Linked DNA regions of Mus musculus: region 1 is linked to region 2. The links are chromatin contacts, called in public Hi-C maps. All regions are on one chromosome and are shown on one strand. The core of a region is the stretch at or near the end of the contact, and the rest is flanking DNA. Distances in the headings are between cores, read along the strand shown.

Evidence for each region. Hi-C and Micro-C count contacts between places; a contact is called where the count stands out from the background.
Region 1: a Hi-C map of cortical glia shows a contact between it and region 2, with 2.6 times the contacts expected there. The contact joins two enhancer-like sites. A contact is called at or near these places in 4 of 39 promoter capture datasets (the C10 cell line, the HPC-7 cell line, cranial neural crest and 1 more), 49 of 484 Hi-C or Micro-C datasets (the HL-1 cell line, LSK cells, Sertoli cells and 29 more) and 13 of 115 datasets of contacts at active chromatin or transcription factors (bone marrow-derived dendritic cells, craniofacial prominence, embryonic basal ganglia and 9 more).

What each region holds. Positions count from the first base shown.
Region 1 is chr16:91,312,996-91,315,695 of GRCm38.p6, forward strand. No RefSeq gene overlaps it. Among named protein-coding and RNA genes, the nearest start is that of Olig1, 45 kb to the left of the region's middle. Within about 2 kb of position 1,331, at least 19 of the 459 cell types and tissues checked have an H3K27ac peak or open chromatin away from gene starts, as enhancers often do. A contact at or near this core is called in cortical glia, where this site is marked.
Region 2 is chr16:91,165,699-91,168,474 of GRCm38.p6, forward strand. All of the region lies in intron 1 of Gm41492 (a long non-coding RNA gene), which reads right to left. It also overlaps Gm9881. Among named protein-coding and RNA genes, the nearest start is that of Gm41492, 33 kb to the right of the region's middle. Within about 2 kb of position 1,388, at least 6 of the 459 cell types and tissues checked have an H3K27ac peak or open chromatin away from gene starts, as enhancers often do. A contact at or near this core is called in cortical glia, where this site is marked.

The DNA.
Region 1 (2,700 bases), core at 81-2,580, 150 kb after region 2:
GAGAGAGAGAGAGAGAGAGAGAGCAAATAACCCCTTATTTTCAAACATGTTTGATTCTGTCCTCCGCTGAGGGAGAGAAAGAAATCCAAGCAAACAGCAGGAGGCCCCACTGTTTCATATACCGCCAGCGGAGTGTGGGGTAAGCCTTGCTACAAGGCTGTCTGTTAATAATTTGCATACATGCTTTAAGGATGTAGTGCGGGGGCTGAGTGCTTTCCTAGAATGCAGAAGGTCCTGTGTTCAAGTCCAAACACTTCGTGGATAGTGGGCTCCTATGATCCTAACACTTGGGATGTGGAGGCAGGGGGATTAGAGAGTCGAGACCATCCTTAGCTATGGAGTGAGTTTGAAGCAATTCTGGCTACATGAGATCTTGCCTCAATAATGATAATATTTATTAGTAGTAGTTAAATCATTATTTGTGTTTATACAGCCAGCCCTTCACTGCAGGCGTGTCCAAGGGCCTTTCTACTATGAGCATGGGACATGGCCGCAGCGCCATTTCCGTGTTTTCTCTAAAACCCAGGCTAAATGGATGGCCCGTTCTTAAGGGGCTGCACGTGATCAATAACATTCAATTATGACCATAGATCCCATCGCAAATGGGACGTTCAGTTCAGCATCTCAAAAATCTGTTCTTTTCTTTTCCCTTTCTCTAGGACAGCACCCCAACACACACACACACACACACACACACACACACACACACTTGGAGACTTTGGCCAACAATTTAGTTAACTGTCAACCAAAGCACGTAGTCAATTTCAGTATAGGTCTCCTGCCCAGGAGCAGTCAGCTGACAAATGAACTCAAGAGGGTTTTTTGCCCCATTTTGCTTGCTTGCTTTCTTTCTTCCTTTCTTCCTTCCTTCCTTCCTTCCTTCCTTTCTTTCTTTCTTTCTTTCTTTCTTTCTCTCTTTTCTTGTGGGTTGTGTGCGTGCGTTTCTTTTTGTCTTGTCTCGTTTTTTGTTTAAAGACAGAGAAAAGAACATAAAGTCAGAAGGGTAGGGGGATTCGAAGGATCTGGGAGGGGTTGAGGGAGAGGAGAGAAACTGTCAAAATATATGTGCAATTTTTTTTTTAAGAAAAGAAGAAAAGGGTAGAAACAAAAACAACAAAACAAAATAAAAATGAAGACCTAAGATGCACCGCGGTAAGAGGAGCCCCTCGGGCGGGAAGCCTGCCCCGGGGGATGGGCTTCCATTCAGAAACTGCTCAGGTGGAGCGAGGCTCTGGCCTGAAGACTCCTGTTCGCCTACAGGCTCTCATCAGTTCTTTCCCAGCAAAGAGCCGCTGTGCGCGGGCAACACCCACTAGTTCTTTCGATCAACAGCGCCCCTTACTGGCTAGTGCACTACAAACTCACGGACTTCTTGGACTCCATCACAGTCTTACCCCAACAACTAGCAAATGAGTCCCTTTCTTCCTGAAACTTTAAACACACAGAACCGGTGGAGGCGATCTTGCGATCCTAGCTCCAGGGTCCTAGCCACCCCTCTGCCTTATCGATCTCAGCAGAGCCAGGTTTCTCTTTGGGAGGCTGGTCCTCAGAGGAGCTGTGTCTCCTGGGAAACCAATAAACTACAGATAACACTGTGATCACAGCAGATCTGGCAGTATCCCAGAAGGAAAATCTGCTCCTCTGTGAGCTAGAGGGACTTGAATTCTAAGTATGGCATGGGGCAGTAACTAAAAAACAGATGCACTGGGCTTTTTAAAATGCTTTTCTGGGGTTTCCCACAAAACCCCTTTATTCGTGTGCAGAGGAGCTCGGTCCTGGCTGGCTACAGGTTGTGTTTGAGTTATTTTAGGCGAGGGGGTGTCGCAGAGGGAGACAGACTTGGAGGTGGAGGGAATTTATTTTGGTAGAGGTACTTTATTTTGCTCTCTTGCCTGGGAGGACCTGTCTCCCTTGGGTAATTTAAAGTTTGTTAAGAACCTTGGAATTCCTCGGAGGGAGGAGCGCCATTGCAAATAAAATAAAGAGGTCACAGGCAGAGAGATGGAGACAAAGGTGACCCCAGGCAGTGCCTCTGGGTTCTGGGCATTTGACAGTGGGGTTGGCTAAGGTCTTTAGGCAGCTAAGGAAGTTGCCTCTCCTAACCTTGCTCTTATTCCAATATTTGTTATGTGCCTGGATGTGTAATATTTCTTGTCCCCAGCACCATGCTGGAATGTTTCTATATGTTGGTTGATACATTTAATCTTCACACAGCCACCAGAAGACTACTTTTGAATCCAACCCATATGTGTCTAACTAAAAAAAAATGTATCACGCTCACCCAGCTTTCTCCCCCCGCCCCCACTTGGGAAATGAGTTAGATGAATTGATCGTTCTGAGCCAAGCTTCCTAGACCCAATGATGTGGCCAGTATATTGACCCCTAGTCTCAAGTCAGCAATGGCTGTTCTCTCAGGGTGTCTTCCCTTTGCCTTGCCCAGAAAGTCTCTGTGGCACTCTGTCCCTCTTCTTCCCGACGCTTTCCTGTCTCTCAAACACAGACAGTCTGGACTGTCAACTTGGTGTTCCTGGCAGGAAGAAACCCACACTCTGTATTTTAAAGGTTCCTGGTAATGTCTAGCTAAACACTCAGAACACTGGAGACTGTGCACGCCATATCTTTCGACTATGACATCACCAACACGTTCCAAGACTGCAGGCAGGAGGAGACCAGCTTCTCCAGGCCCGCACCCTTGTTGGC
Region 2 (2,776 bases), core at 138-2,637:
CAGAAAGCAAACGAGAATGGCTGGGCTGAGAAAATATGAAAGCTAGATACTTCGATGCCTGGATCCTTTAACTTCTAGTCTCAAAACAGTATGTGTTAAGTGGTTCCTTCAAGGTCAGATGTGAAGTTCTCGAGTAATGGAAGCCCAGGTTGTTTGCAAAGAGAGTTGCATGGCTCTTAAAGCAGCAGATACCTGACCCCTGATCTCAAGTTCTCCTCATCTCCAATGTCTTTTCCACAATTCTAACATCAGTTGTGTCTGCCATTTCCTGTTTGTGAATAATGGCGCTGTAAACATTTATATAGCAGTTTTGTTTAGACATATGTTTTCATTCCTCTTGGATATAAACCAAGGGGTGGAATTACTGGGGCATATGGCTTCTCTATTTTTAAGCTTTTTGGGGATCTGCCAACTTGTTTTCCTAATCAGCTGCATCATTATTCGCTCCCACCAGCAGGGCAGGAGGGTTCCGATGTCTCCAAACCCTCACTGGCACTTGTAATTACTGTCTCTGATTCTCACCCACCCTGGTGTGTGTGAGCTGCTCTCAGGTGGTTAACAACGGGCTAACTTATCATGTATCTAGTAGAGAAGATCTCAGAACATGTCTTTTATATGTACAGACACAGTATGGTACAGTTCTTCATGTGTTTTTAAGTGGCTGGCCATTTTGCAAGCAAGATATAAATAGACTAGGTAGTCCTCTCTTCCCAGACATATGACTTTTTCCCTTTCTGGGGCCTGCATTTTCATTTTCTTGTGGCCGTTATTCACAGCACGAAGACATTCCCTTCTACCAACACACAGTTGCCTTTTTTTAGTTAGTTTTGCTTCTAGAGTTCTGGCTAAGAGAGCATTGCCTCAGCCAAGGCCACAAAGAGTTATCCCTCCTCTTCTCTCTCTCTCTCTCTCTCTCTCTCTCTCTCTCTCTCTCTCTCTCTCTCTCCCTCTCCCTCTCCCTCTCCCTCTCTCTCTCTCTCTCTCTCTCTCTCCTTTTAAGATTTTTTTTTATGTATGTGGGCACACTGTCACTGTCTTCAGACACCACCAGAAGAGGGCATCGGATCCCATTACAGATGGTTGTGAGCCACCTTGTGGCTGCTGGGATTGAACTCAGGACCTCTGGAAGAGCAGCCAGTGCTCTTAACCGCTGACCCATCTCTCCAGCACAGCCCTTCCCTTTAGATTTCTGGAACATTTTGAATTGATTGTGTGTGTGTGTGTGTGTGTGTGTGTGTGTGTGTGTGTGTGTGTAGTGTTGTGCCCATTCCTATTCTTTTGCATGTGGGCTTGCACTGTGCCAGTCTCTGCTCCTTGTCCCTACTCCCTGCTATCAGGAGACTTCACAGGGTGATGCTCATGTGCTCTCTGCTGCCTCTACTGGATGCTGACAATGACATCCTTACAAAGACTCCCAGGCTGTGGGAAGAAGCTGCAGGGAGTGCCAGGTGTACTGCCTTCCATTCTACAGGGAGCAAGGAGCACAGAGAAAAGGACTGTTCCCTCATTTAAGGACACTTGCTCCCTTCCATGGTCTCCTGTCTAGAACTCAGCCTCAAGGGCATGCTTAGCAGGAAGCTGGTCTGAGGACACGATAGCATTATTCCGAGTGGCTCTGTGGTGGCCTGAAAGTGGGTGTCCCTACAGAAGACAAAGCAAAGCAGAACTGGGCTAGGGGTACCTGATTTCTGGGCTCAAGGGCGGTCTCAGGACTCAATATGCTTCCAAGTTATTTTTCTCTCCTATTACATTTTTATTTATTTATTGCCAGATAAAACTGAATGCTTGGCACATACCATATGAATTGGAAGAAAATGTATAGGGTGGGATGGGTAAGACAAGACAATTTACAAATGCACTGTGGTTCTTTAGGTCTCATTCTTGTTTTGTTTTGTTTTGTTTTCGAGACAGGGTTTCTCTGTGCAGTCCTGGCTGACCTGGAACTCACTCTGTAGACCAGTAGACCAGGCTGGCCTCGAACTCAGAAATCTGCCTGCCTCTGCCTCTCAAGTGCTGGGATTAAAGGCATGCGCCACTACCACCCGGCTTTAGTTCTCATTCTTGTGATGACATTTAACACCCACTGTGAGTTTTCTGAGACTGTGTGGCCACATAGCACCTTATACCTCTTAAGTCCACCTAACAGGGACTCTAGATACATTAGTGCAAGTCTTCTCATACCCTGGGTTATCCAGATGGTTTCTTACTTCAATGGCATCACCTCTGGGACTGTACCTGTGTCACCAAATTCTTCTTCAGTTTAGATTCTGGGAGTAGTTTGTCAACCCGTGGGGAGCTGGCTGGGATATTGCTTCCATTCCTGTGTTTTCGAGCAAAGCATTTGGATTCAGTGCAGAGGGGGAGCTGGAGTTCCAGACACCGAAGCCAATGAAACCCTCAAAGGGCTCCCTCCACACTCGGGCACAGATTTGCTGCTTGAAATACATTGTTCTCTTACTACTCTTATTTTCTTTAAAATTTTTTTTCTTTTTCTTTTTCCACTTTCAAACAAAGATGTGAGCATTGTTTTCCAGAACAATTGCACTGTCCAGACTCAGAAAAGTGTCAATTCAACCCATGTTGGCTTTTCTCTCTCTCTCTCTCTCTCTCTCTCTCACTCTTTTTAAACTAATTGTAATAAGTGGTTGCTGTGAAAAACGCAGGCTTCCTCAGGCCGCCCTCCCAGTGACCCATACCCTGACCTGCCCAGACCACCTTCTGTCCAAGAGGGGGAAAGTTTTGTTCCTAGATCAGATAAAACCCGGGTTTACCCCTA